Linked DNA regions of Sus scrofa: region 2 is linked to region 1. A link is a contact called in public HiChIP or PLAC-seq data. All regions are on one chromosome and are shown on one strand. The core of a region is the stretch at or near the end of the contact, and the rest is flanking DNA. Distances in the headings are between cores, read along the strand shown.

Region 1 (6,228 bases), core at 2,641-5,140:
AAAAAGAAAAAAAGAAAAGGAAAAAAAAGACTCTGTTAAAAAAAAAAAACAACCTATAGTTGATTTACAATGTTGTGCCAATTTCTGCTATACAGCAAAGTGTTTCAGTCATACATATATATATATATATATATATATATATTCTTTTTTTTTATGGCCTCACCTGTAGCATATTGGAGTTGCTGGGTTAGGGGCTGAATGGGAGCTGCAGGTCTACACCACAGCCACAGCCACATAAGATCTGAACAGCATCTTTGACCTACACCACAGCTTAGGGCAATGCTAGATCCTTAACCCACTGAACCCGAGGCTAGGGATCAAACCCGAATCCTCGTGGACACTGTCAGGTTCTTAACATGCTGAATCACAATGAGAACTCCTATGTACATGCTTTTTTGTATATTATTTTCCATCATGATCTATCCCATGAGATTGGATATAATTCCCTGGGCTATACAGTAGGACTTTGTTTATCCATTCTAAATGCAGTAGTTTGCATCTACTAACCCCAAACTCCCAGTCCATCCCATTCCCTCTCCCTTTAGCAACCAGAAGTCTGTTCTTTGTGAGTCCGTTTCTGTTTTGTAGACAGGTTCATTTCTGCCATATTTTGGATTCCGCATAGAAGTGATATTATATGGTATCTCTAGGTCCATCCATGTTACAGTAAATGGCACTATTTCATTCATTTTTTAAATTTTTTTGGTTTTTAGGGCTACACCCGCAGCATATGGAAGTTCCCAGGCTAGGGGTTGAATCAGAGCTGTAGCTGACAGACTACACCATAGCCACTTGGGATGGGACCCTCGTCTTCGACCTACACCACAGCTCATGGCAATGCTGGATCCTTAACCCACTAAGCGAGGCCAGGGATTGAACAGGCATCCTCATGGTCCCTAGCTGGATTCATTTCGACTGCAGTGGGAACTCCCTGCACATCTTAATCTAAATGCTCATTGACAGATGAATGGATTATCTCCATGTCTTGGGTGTTATGAAGAGTGCTGCTATGAACATAGGGGTGCATCTCTCTTTGAATTATAGTTTTTCCAGATAGATGCCCAGGAGTGGGATTGCTGATCATACAGTTCTATATTTAGTTTTCTAAGAATCTCCATACTGTTTTCCATAGTGGTTGTACCAACTTACACTCCCACCAATATAGGAGGGTTCCCTTTTTCTCCACACCCTCTCCAGCATTTTTATTTGTAGACTTACTAATGATGGCCATTCTGACCCGTGTGAGGTAGTACCTCATTGAAGTTTTGAGTTGCATTTCTCTTCCATTCTTTCTATATGCAGAATCTCTACATGCTATTCTGCAAAAATGCTTCCCCCATTTTAATGAGATAATCAATGTGAAATGAAATAATACCCGTAAAGTACTTAGAATAATGCCCAGCCGTCAGCTACTATTTTTTTAAAGCACGATTTGGACAGCTTTCTTTATCAGTAGATGCAGATCTTTTATTATTGTGCCCAAGCTAAGATTGGGAAGTCCCTACAGGGACTCCTCCAAGGGAAAGGGGTGCAATGTGCCCTCCCCCAGCATAGGTGTGGTTGATTAAGAGAAACCAAGTGAAAAAGGCCTACTCCAGTTGGAAGGGGGTACTAATACGGCACCCAATCCCGCCTCTGCTGAGAGCTGATTGGTGACATCCAATCGACTAAAGCAGGGACTGGGCCAAGGCCAGGGCTGGGGAGGCCCTCCCGTACCTGGTCCCAGTCTGAAACTTCCCTATACTCCCAGGCAAGACCTCTCCTGCCTGCCCAGCCTGGACTGCCCGTGTGGCTGGGGGAGGTGCTGCTCAGGCCTGATGCTGATCTCTCCTGACAGCTGTTCCTAAGGCTGGCAGGGCGGGCAGGCGGGGGAAGGGACAGATTTAAAGGTCTAGCTGCTCCGCCCCCTGCCAGACCTGGGAAGGCAGGCACTGGTGAGCATCCTCTGAGGGCATGGCTCTCTTGCGTATGAGAGGTCAGGAAACCCTGCGCCCTGATTTCCGCTTCTTGGTACCACAAACGCCACTGGTCTTCATTCCCGCTTCCGCCCCACAGGACACCAGCGACACTAGCAGCACCCACCATGCGATTTCCACGCCTGACCCCTGGCTACTTTCGAGTGCTACAGGTACGTACCCTTAACCAATGGCTTCTGCCATCGACCCCTTACTCCCCCTACCATGGCTGGGTTGACACCCGGCAGCCAGGCTGTCACGTTCCCTGCCGCCTGAGCAGCCGGGGCCTAGATGGGCAATGAAGCGAGAGGGATTGGGGTGGAATCTCCCTGGGGCAGCAGTGGCATCCATATCTCCTTCCCCTAACTCAGCCCCTTTCCACCCCCCACCTTCCCAGAGGTCTCAAATGACCCCTCAGGCGGACCCTCTGTGCATTTCCAGATGCAGATAGCCGGGGAGCTGAAGGCAGAGCCCCGGAGTCCACTGGCTGGGATTGTGGCTGCACTGCTGGCTGTCCTCGGGCTGGGCGGCTCTTGCTATGCAGTCTGGAAGATGGTGGGGCAGCGACGGCCGCCACAGGCCCCATGATGAAGCGGGCAGCCTCCACCTGGGCCCTGGGGGGGTATGTAACTCAGCGACAGCTATAATCTTGGGAGCCTACTTCTTTTCTGGGGATCACTCCCTGCCCTCATTAGAAGCAGGGTTGTTATAAACCTGATCTTACCCAGCCCACACACCTAGGCTCCAATGGGGGGTTTCGGCTCAGATGCCAGGATCCCAGAGGGAAGGTAAGGATACAGGTACCAAAGGTGGATAAAGCCCAAGCAGCCTGGGTCCCATGCACAGGAGTAGTAGAGAAACTTACAGGACATGAGTTTGGAGTAGTGGCCTGGGGGTTAGAGTCAGGGGCAAGCCCCCTTTATCCAGTTATTTTATTGGGAGGGAGGGCACTGGGAAGAGGCCATCCACTCCCCAAACCCCGGGCCAAAACAGACTGGTACAGTCTCTCCCAGACTGGCCCTTGCATCACTGTCCATGGGCAACTCTTCTGCCTTGAATTCTCAGGATCTGTCAAGTAGATGTGTCCATCTCAGGGACATCAGTGGATACTTCTGTGGGCACTGCCAGCCGCTGGGGAGGTACATAGGAACCCATACCCGCTGCCCTCTCTGCCTCTTCCTGACTGTAGGGCTCCACACTCAGCTGCTTCAACCTGGGAAAAAGAACAGGAACTGAGAGCTGACCAGATTCGAGTCCCGCCTGCCCGACACCCATCCATTAATTCTCTTCTTATACCTTTTCTTGTGGTCTTTGGATCGGAAGTGGGTCTTCAGGTTGGCAGAATCGATGAAGTATCTCCTGTAGGGATGGGGGGTAAGGAGAAGTGAGAAGGTGATGCCTCTCAGGTACACCTATCTCCCTGACCCTAGCTCATTTCCCGATGCTAGGCTCCAGGCTTGAAGGGATGGGAGGCCAGCAGACCCATGAATCCCAGGAAAGAAAACCCTGCGTTCCCTAGGGCCCGGATCTCAACACCCCCAGCCCGAAAGGCCGACCCTTCTCCTCCTCAGGCCGCAGCCGGCCGGGACTCACGCGCAGGCCAGACAGCGATGCAGGCCGCCCCCTGGCAGGTCGGGGTCGGGCTCGGCGCCGGGGTCTGGTCGGGTCCTTGTGGCAACCTGGGGCCGCAGCTCGCGGTGAATCTCATCGAGGTCCGGCCGCCGCCGCTTCGCCTTCATCTGGCGGGCCAGGGAGTGCGCTCGGTGTGCGCCGGTTCGGCGAGAGCGACCCATTGCTGGTAACAGCGGGACCAACGGGCCTAGAGCCGAGTTGGGAGGACACGTGTGGGCACTTCCGGACTGTGCAGTGACGCCATGTGACGCCGGGGACTGAGCAGGCTCCGGCGGACCGCCTCTGATGACGTCACTCGCGCGAGCAGCGCCCTTGAGCGCCCTCAGGAGGCCCTCGACGTCAGTGACCGAACTCGGGGCGGGGCTCCGGGAAGCGCGTCCTCTTAGGTCGCTGGAGGGGCGGGTGGTGCGTGCCCTGGGGGCTTCAGGGTGGTCCGCTGCCCTACCCGCCCCGCCTGGCCCATCCTATCTCAGTGCCGTCCTCTGGCCCCATCACCTCTTCCAGGCTCCCAGATCTTAGACTCCGCGTTGGGATGGGGGTGGGGGGGCATGCTACATCTCCCTGGAAGCACTGAACAATGTGATGTTAATGAATTAATAAATGAATGAAAATGAATACGTTTGGGATCGCGGCCCTCGCAGGACTTGCTGAGACATCTCAGGTTCCTGAGAAAGCCTCGGCACTTCTCACCTGTCCCCGGTTTTTCCTATCCTGTGAGTTGTGTGTGTGTGTGTTTACGGCCGCACCCACGGCATATGGAGGTTCCCAGGCGAGGGGTCTAATTGGAGCAGTAGCTGCCGGCCTATGCCAGAGCCACAGCCATGCGGGATCTGAGCTGAGTCTGTGACTTACACCACAGCTCACGGCAATGCAGGATCCTTAACCCAATGAGCGAGGCCAGGGCTTGAACCCGTGTTCTCATGGAAGGCATCCTGTTAGTCTTAAGAGGGGTCAGATCCTCTCACAAGGAAAGGAGGTCCTCACAGAAGGACCTCTCATCTTTGACTACTTTCTCATCTTTTGATGCTTGGCCTGGCATCAAAGGCAGAGAGAGGTACAACCTAGGTGTTGTGTACTCAGAGTGGGAATAGAGCCAGAGAGCCTTTCCCCTCGCATCAGAACCTGGTGCCTTCCAGGTTGACCAGAGGAACTCAGCAATAATTCAGGGGCTCCAGTTCTTTGGAACCTGTAGCCAGGAAACAGGGAGAGAGGCACGTGCATCCCTGGGGAGAGGAATCATTTTCCAGCCCAGACAAAGCAGTGAAATGTAAGCCCAGGGCACTGACCATGGGCCTTGGGACCTCCCATTCCGGTTCACAGAGGCTGAGTGTAGGTATAGGGCAGGGCCCTATTAAGGGCGCAGCTTGTAGGGCTGCAGTCATCGGGGCACCACAGTGGGTCCTGAGCCCAAGGACTTTGTAAATGGACTTCATGAATGGAAGAGGACTTTTCTGGAGCCATTCCAAATGATCAAATTCAAGAACTCCTAGGCCCAGGAAGGAGGCTTCTGTGGAGAGAGAAGTTTTCATCATTCCTGGCCAATATGGGCTAAGACAAGGGGTGAGGTGGCAGAATCTGGCTCTCATCACGGACTCCTTTGGATCAGGTTCATCTGCTGGGCACTGTGCCATCTGGGGAGGCTGGTGCATCTTTAATGAGGTCACCTGATCCCTGGGACAGGTTCTCAGCCTCACCAAGTTCCTGGAGCCAGACCCACTGGGTACCCACTGAGCCACCACCTTCCCGTGCCTGGGTGCCAGGCCCGCTTCCCCTGCAGCCATGAACCAGGCCTTTTGGAAGACCTACAAATCCAAAGTGCTACAGACCCTGAGTGGCGAATCTGAGGAGGACCTGGCAGAGGAGGTGGGTATTGTCCTGTGTGCTAGATGGGGCACGGGCAGAGGGGCAGCATGAGTGAAAGGTGCAAAGAAGGGCAAGGGACAGGCTCTGGGAGAGTGAGATTTGTGCAGGAGCCACTAGCAATTCAGGGATGATGCAGCATAGTGCAGTGTCAGAAAGCCAGGACACTCCAGAAAACCGAGGGAGATTTGAGGGGCAGAGTGGTCGCTGTCTACAAAGATCTCAAAGGCTACCACATGGAATGGATCCTTTTGGAACCTACGGGCTGCCACATGGATACACTCAGCTTGACACAACTTTCTAATGGGCAGCACTGAGCAGAAGCGGGATGACCTGCCTTGAGAGGAAGCGAGCCCACAGTACAGGAACTGGGGGAAGTGGTGTTATTACACCGCGGGTCACTGTGGCAGCATCAGGTCAGAACCATACTTCGACCATGTTTGTCTCGGCATTAAAAAAAAAAAAATTCAGAGTTCCCCTTGTGGTTCAGCGGGTTAAGAACCTGACTGGTATCCATGGGGACGTGGGTTTGATCCCTGGCCTTGCTCAATGGGTTAAGGATCTGGTGTTGCCTCGAGCTGTGGTGTAGGTCAAAGTCTCGGCTCGGATCCTGTGTTGCTGTGGCTGTGGCATAGGCCGGCAGCTTCAGCTCCCATTTGACCCCTAGCCTGGGAACTTCCATATGCCGCCATAAAAAGAAAAAGAAAAATTGAAAAGGCTCCAAAACAGTCTTACCTCTGGAGGCTGTGATAAGTGGCAATTGCTCAAATACATATGGCAG
Region 2 (6,228 bases), core at 1,766-4,265, 60 kb before region 1:
TTCTTATGGATGAGCAAAGAAAGTGGCTTGAGATGGAAAATTACCTCTGGTGAAGATCCTGTCAAGACTCTCAAAATGACAACAAAGAATTTAGATTATTACCTAAACTTAGTTGATAGAGCAGCAGGGTTTGAGAAGATTGATTCCAATTTTTTTTTTTTTTTTTTGTCTTTTGTCTTTTTTGTTGTTGCTATTTCTTGAGCCGCTCCCGCAGCATATGGAGGTTCCCAGGCTAGGGGTTGAGTCGGAGCTGTAGCCACCAGCCTATGCCAGAGCCACAGCAACGCGGGATCCGAGCTGCGTCTGCAACCTACACCACAGCTCATGGCAACGCCGGATCCTTAACCCACTGAGCAAGGGCAGGGACCGAACCCGAAACCTCATGGTTCCTAGTCGGATTTGTTAACCACTGCGCCACGACGGGAACTCCCTGATTCCAATTTTAAAAGAAGTTTCACTATGGGGAAAATGCTATAAACAGCACTGCATTTTACAGAAAAATCATTCCTAAAAGGAAGGTCAACTGATGCAGCAAACTTCATTATTGTCTTATTTTAAGAAACTGCCACAGCCACCCCAACCTTCAGCAACTACCACCCCAACCGTTAGCAACCACCACCCTGTTAAGTCATCGGCCATCAACACCAAGGCAGGATCCTCCACTAGCAAAAAGATTACGAATCACTGAAGACTCAGATGATGGTTAGGAGCAATAAAGTATTTTTAAATTAAGCTGCGTACATTTAAAAAAGACATAATGCTATCATATACTTAATACTCTATAGTATAAACATAACTTTTACATGCACTGGGAAACAAAAAAATCTGACTTGTTTTATTGCTGTGGTCTGGAACTCTACCCACAGCATCTCTGAGGTATGCCTGTCCTTACTACCCATCAAGTACTGCACTAAAGAGTCTATAGTATGTCTTATGTTTAATGCTCACGTCAAACCTATGAGGTAGTTACTATTACTATCCTCATTTTATGGATGAGAAAATAGGAGTTCCTGTCCTGGCACAGTGGAAACGAATCCAACTGGGAACCATGAGGTTACAGGTTCAATCCCTGGCCTCACTCAGTGGGTTAAGGATCCAGCACTGCCATGAGCTGTGGTGTAGGTCGCACACATGGCTCAGATTTGATGTTGCTGTGGCAAAGACCGGCAGCTGTAGCTCTGATTCAACCCCTAGCCTGGGAACCTCCATATGCTACAGGTGCAGCCCCAAAAAGCAAAAAACAAACAAACAAACAAAAGAAAGAAAGAAAATAAAGAAGTGAAGGGTGTACAGTTGGGAAGAGGTTTCAAAGCCAGGACTGTGCTCTAAAGCTACTGGAATCCTATCAGCATTCTGTGTGTAACAAAAAGAAATAAAAGAAATTACTAGGGCACCACAAGCTGTAGTTTCTACCTCAGATATAGCCACAGCTGCATGTCCCAAAACAGTTAGAAGTGGGGGGGGGGGGGAAACAGTTCATAAAATTTCTTCACTTTCCCCTTGGTCACCACCCAGGCTCTACTTTTCAAGTTGCTATCCAAGAATTAGACTTTGACTTTGACAACTATTTCCCCCCTTGAAGAATTACAACCTTGGTGGGGAACACACGTGGCAGCTGTTGCTAGAACCACATCAAGACAGGAGAGGATTTCAAAAGACACACAAACAGCTGACAAAGACACATTAAGAATCTCACACCATCACACTCTTTTCATCGCCTTGATCATTCATTAAACCAGACCTAAAGAAAGAGAAGCCAGATCCTTGCTAAGAGGTTGCCTTTACAAAGAACTGGTCTTGAGACACTTAACACCACTGATCATTACAAAACAGACAAGGCCTAAAGGTAAGTAATGAGGCATGGTTATCTTAATGGTCTTTGTACTACTCCTCCTCTCTTCCTAGCACACAGTATTCAATTCACCAACCAAAATTCACTGAGTGCCTCCAATCTGCCTGGCTCTGTGCCATGTGGTGGAAGCAGATGGGTATAAAAGACAAAAAGGTTCTGATTCCCCCAGCCCCGTGTTACTGTGATGAAGTAAGTGCTGAACACCCTCTACTGCAGAAACAATTTTTACTACACTTTGTGTGCATGCAGAGAACCTCCCTGTCTATAGCAGGCTTCCTCAATCTCCGTGCTACCGACATCGGAGCTAGGCTAAGTCTTCCTTGTGGGGCTGTCCCGTACACCGCAGGCCGTTTAGCAGCTTTCCCGGCCTCTACCCACCAGATGCCAGGAGTAAACCTCGAGAAGTGAGGGCTAAAAGTGTCTCCAGACACTGTCAAATACCCTGTGGGGGGCAAAGTCGCGCGGGCTGAGAAACTCCAGCCTAGCGCCTGCAACCGCTCTGTCCCCCGACCTTCCTTCTCTATTCATTCTCCAAATCGCGGCTCCAACTTCACTTCCTCCGCGCCCGGGTCCTGCTCCACCTGCTCTACTGACAGTGCTGGCCGAGCAACCACCCGCCGGACGCCTACTCCTCTCCCGGGACTGTGCGCTCCCGTAGGGTAAGGAACTTGGTACCGCCGTACCCCGGCGAGCGGGCACAGGGCCTGTCCTTACAGACGTCCCGCGATTACTGTGGAGTGTGTGAAAAGGGGCAAGGCGATGAGGGCGGAGGCGACAGAGACCTGAAGAGGCGTGGGGTGGGGTGGGGGCATTATTTCAAAAAGCCGGGGCAGTGAGCAACCCGAGAGGGACGGCACAGCTGCTCTGCGCATGCGCTGCGTTCCGCCGCGGCCCCCTCACCGAGGCAGGTCGAGCGCGCCTGAGGCTCCGCCTGGGCTCTCCAAGGCTGGGACAGGGTCTGTCAGTCCGACCGGGCCCCCGAGGGGAGGAGGACTTACGTGGGCCTGAAAGCGGGCGGCGAAATCCCTCACTCAGGGACGCCAACTGCGGCCACCACGTCAGCCGCGGGCGGCGCTTCGGTCCCTCAGTTCGGGTAACGGCCGTTACCCACCCGCCAGGCCGCGCGCCTCAGAGCGCGCGCCGTCCTGGCCCCGCCCCTTTCTGCCCTCCTGCAGCCAATCAGAAGTCGGGCCGCGCGGGTGTCCCGCCCCTGCACGCCGCCCTCCGCGCTGAGAACCGACGGTTCTCTCTGCGCATGACCTCGGCGCAGCTCTCTGCAGTCTCTCCCCCTTGCCGGTTCTAGCCTGTGGGCCGAGCCCTGGTCACCTGAGCTTAAAGTGGCTGCTTGGGCCTGGTGCGGAACAAGCTGGAAGCCAGCGCAGATAATTCCAGGATACCTAACCTGTCCACCTTCCTCCCATTCCCCACCACTCCCACTTGAAGCAGGGCGTCGCGTCGTGACCAGAAGTTAGAGTGTAGCCAGGGTCACTTGTCAGGGTCGGAACTTGGTCTGGGTTATAAAGTCAGTGGTCAGTCTGTGACCAGGACTCAGGTTGAAGGGTAAGGGATCGATCTTGCCTCCCTACTCAAACTTGGTCCCTAGGAAAAGGAACTACGTTTATTTGCATTAATATATACTTGAAGAATCAGCTGAAATTATTTAAAAGAGACCAAGACATCAGCCAAAGTATAGTAAAATTCAAGATATCTGGAAACCTGACTTGGAAGGGAGAGGCATTAACAAGTTGTGTGGATATAAGAAAAGAAATGTATGTATATATATATGACTGGGTTGGTTTGCTGTACAGGAGAAATTGACACAACATTGTAAATCAACTATAATTTTAAAAACTAAAAAGTTGTATGATAAAACGTGGTAACTATAATTGTTACTGACCAGGGTTCTTGGACTCCATAGAAATTGATAAAGAGGCCAGATACATAATTCGGGCAAGGATTGGGGAGTTCCCGTAGTGGCTCAGTGGTTAACACACCCAGCTAGCATCCATGAAGACTTGGTTCGATCCCTTGCCTCGCTCATTGGGTTAAGAATCCAGCATTGCCATAAGCTGTGGTATAGGTCACCAACACGGCTCAGATCCCACGTGGCTGTCCCACGTGGCTGAGGCATAGGCAGGCTGCTACAGCTCAGATTAGGTCCCTAGCCTGGGGACCTCCATATGCCATGGGTGTGCCCCTAAAAAATACGAAAAAGAAAAGAAATTTAGGCAAGGATTTATTGGGACTACAGAACAAGTAACAGTGGACTGGAGGGTAGGAAGTAGGCTTGGTGGGTTGTGGGAACAGCCACTTAATGGCTTCTATTTCTTTGGTGATAAGCTTCTATAAGGAGGGAGGGAACAGGGGTGTTTAGAGGACTGAGAAGAATGGGGAAGAGCTGATGTGGAGAATGCAAGAGAAACCAGACTGGAAACTGGAAGTGCTGAGATTTAAATTTATAATTGGCAAACAGTATGTTTGTACAGCTTTCTCCAATGGGTAGCTATATTGTAAAAATAACTCCATTATCATCTTATAGTACTGTTACTGTTTGTCCAGGGCCCTTGGCCTTCTTAATCAATGGAAATTGCTGAGGCCAGACAGGAAAAGTCAGGCAAGTTTTTACTGGGGAGTTCCCCTTGTGGCTTAGTGGTAACAAATTCGACAGGTATCCAGGCAGACCCAGGTTGGATCCCTGGCTTTGCTCAGTGGGTTAGGCATCTGGTGTTGCCTTGAGCTGTGGTGTAGGTCACAGAACAGTTCGGATTCCAAGTTGCTGTGGCTGTGGCGTAGGCCAGCAGCTGTAGCTCCAATTCGACTCATAGGAGCTTCCATATGCTGTAGGTGTGGCCCTAAAAACAGTAATTTTCCTTGCTTGCTCTCTCTTTGTGGGCGTTGGGCACCGCCAGCTGCTTCCTTATATGGTGTGAGAGTACGGTGGGTCCAGGGGTCGGGCCAGAGGGGTGGCTTAGGTGATCTGCCTCCTCTTTGGTGGTGGTGTGTGCTGGAGGCACATATAGTACCCTGCTTCTGCTCCCGATGCCCTGCTTTTGCTCTCAGCTCTTTAGAAGTGGCAGTTGGGTTTTTAGTTTTTTTGTATCTTCTTGCCCATGATTTGCCTCAACTTCCCATGCATGCAGTTATTTTTAGTCCCTTATAGTTTCTTTGTATTTTGTTGCTCCAGGAGATGTTTGTCTAGATGCAAGCATCACAGCTACTGCAGCAAATGGACCTCGGTCCCAGGTCCTGGTCTCAGTATCAATTTTCACTTGTGAATGACTCCTCATTTATATTTTATCAAAGACTTTGGGTGCTAATTTCAGAGACTATTCACAATTTTTCATTATGAGGTCATCTTTGATCTTCAGTTACTTTATTATTTTAAAAGATTTTGGTGCATTTTAATAAAATATATAAATGGAACTATCATTTGACATTGAGGTAGGAGGTGGATGGGCCCCCTGGGCTGAGAACAGCTGGGACTTGTTAGGCTGAGTAAGTTGGGCTTTGCTTTGACACCTCAAGGAAAAAGTTAATGGCAGGAGCTGACTTCTGCTGGAGTAAATGATAAGGTGATCACTTCAATCACTTCTGGGGTCAAGACCTTCCCAATTACACATGCACAGTAAGACTCAGGGGTCAAAAAGGGAAGGGGCACCAGGTCTGATACCATCCCAGAAACCTTTGCTCTGGAATCCATCTTGGCCAAAAGGTGTGCATGCGCAGGTGTGCACACACACACACGGGAGGTCGGGAGATGAGGGGAAGCAGTTAAATGTGAAAAATAAAACAAGATAATTGGTGAGTTCCTGTCGCAGCAAAGCGGAAACAAATCCAACTAGGAACCATGATGTTGTGGCTTCGATCCCTGGCCTTGATTAGTGAGTTAAGGGTCCGGTGTCACCATGACCTGTGGTGTAGGCCAGCAACTACAGCTCTGATTCGACCCCTAGCCTGGGAACCTCCATGTGCCGCGGGTGCGGCCCTAAAAAAAAAAAAATTAAATCACCTCTCTGGCACAGTCCCCACTGAGGAGGACTTCCGCACCCATGCTCTTCTTTTTGCGTATGTATTACTGCCTTGCTTCTGTCTTTTCTTTTCTTTCTTTCTTTCTTTTTTTTTTTTTTTGGCCTTTTCTTGGGCTGCAAATACAGCATATGGAGGTTCCTAGGCTAGGGGTCCAATAGGAGCTGTAGCCACCGGCCTAGGCCAGAGTCACAGCAGTACGGGATCAGAGGTGTGTCTGCGACCTACACCACGGCTCACAGCAACGCTGGATCCTTAACCCACTGAGCGAGGCCAGGGATCCAACCCACAATCTCGTTAACCACTGAGCCACAACGGGAACTCCTGCCTTGCTTCCGTCTTAAATAAAC

What was found. HiChIP or PLAC-seq counts read pairs in DNA pulled down with a chosen protein or histone mark.
Region 2: an H3K27ac HiChIP or PLAC-seq map of alveolar macrophages shows a contact between it and region 1. The contact joins the promoter of CEP85 here to the promoter of ZNF593 in region 1.

The regions. Positions count from the first base shown.
Region 1 is chr6:83,588,502-83,594,729 of Sscrofa11.1, reverse strand. It overlaps ZNF593 (zinc finger protein 593), which reads right to left and starts at 3,890. Exons shown (of 3, transcript XM_021095611.1): 1 at 3,549-3,890; 2 at 3,252-3,314; 3 at 1,446-3,168. The coding sequence starts at 3,748. The coding sequence ends at 3,027.
Region 2 is chr6:83,647,798-83,654,025 of Sscrofa11.1, reverse strand. CEP85 (centrosomal protein of 85 kDa) reads right to left here and starts at 3,015. Exons shown (of 15, transcript XM_021095615.1): 1 at 2,851-3,015.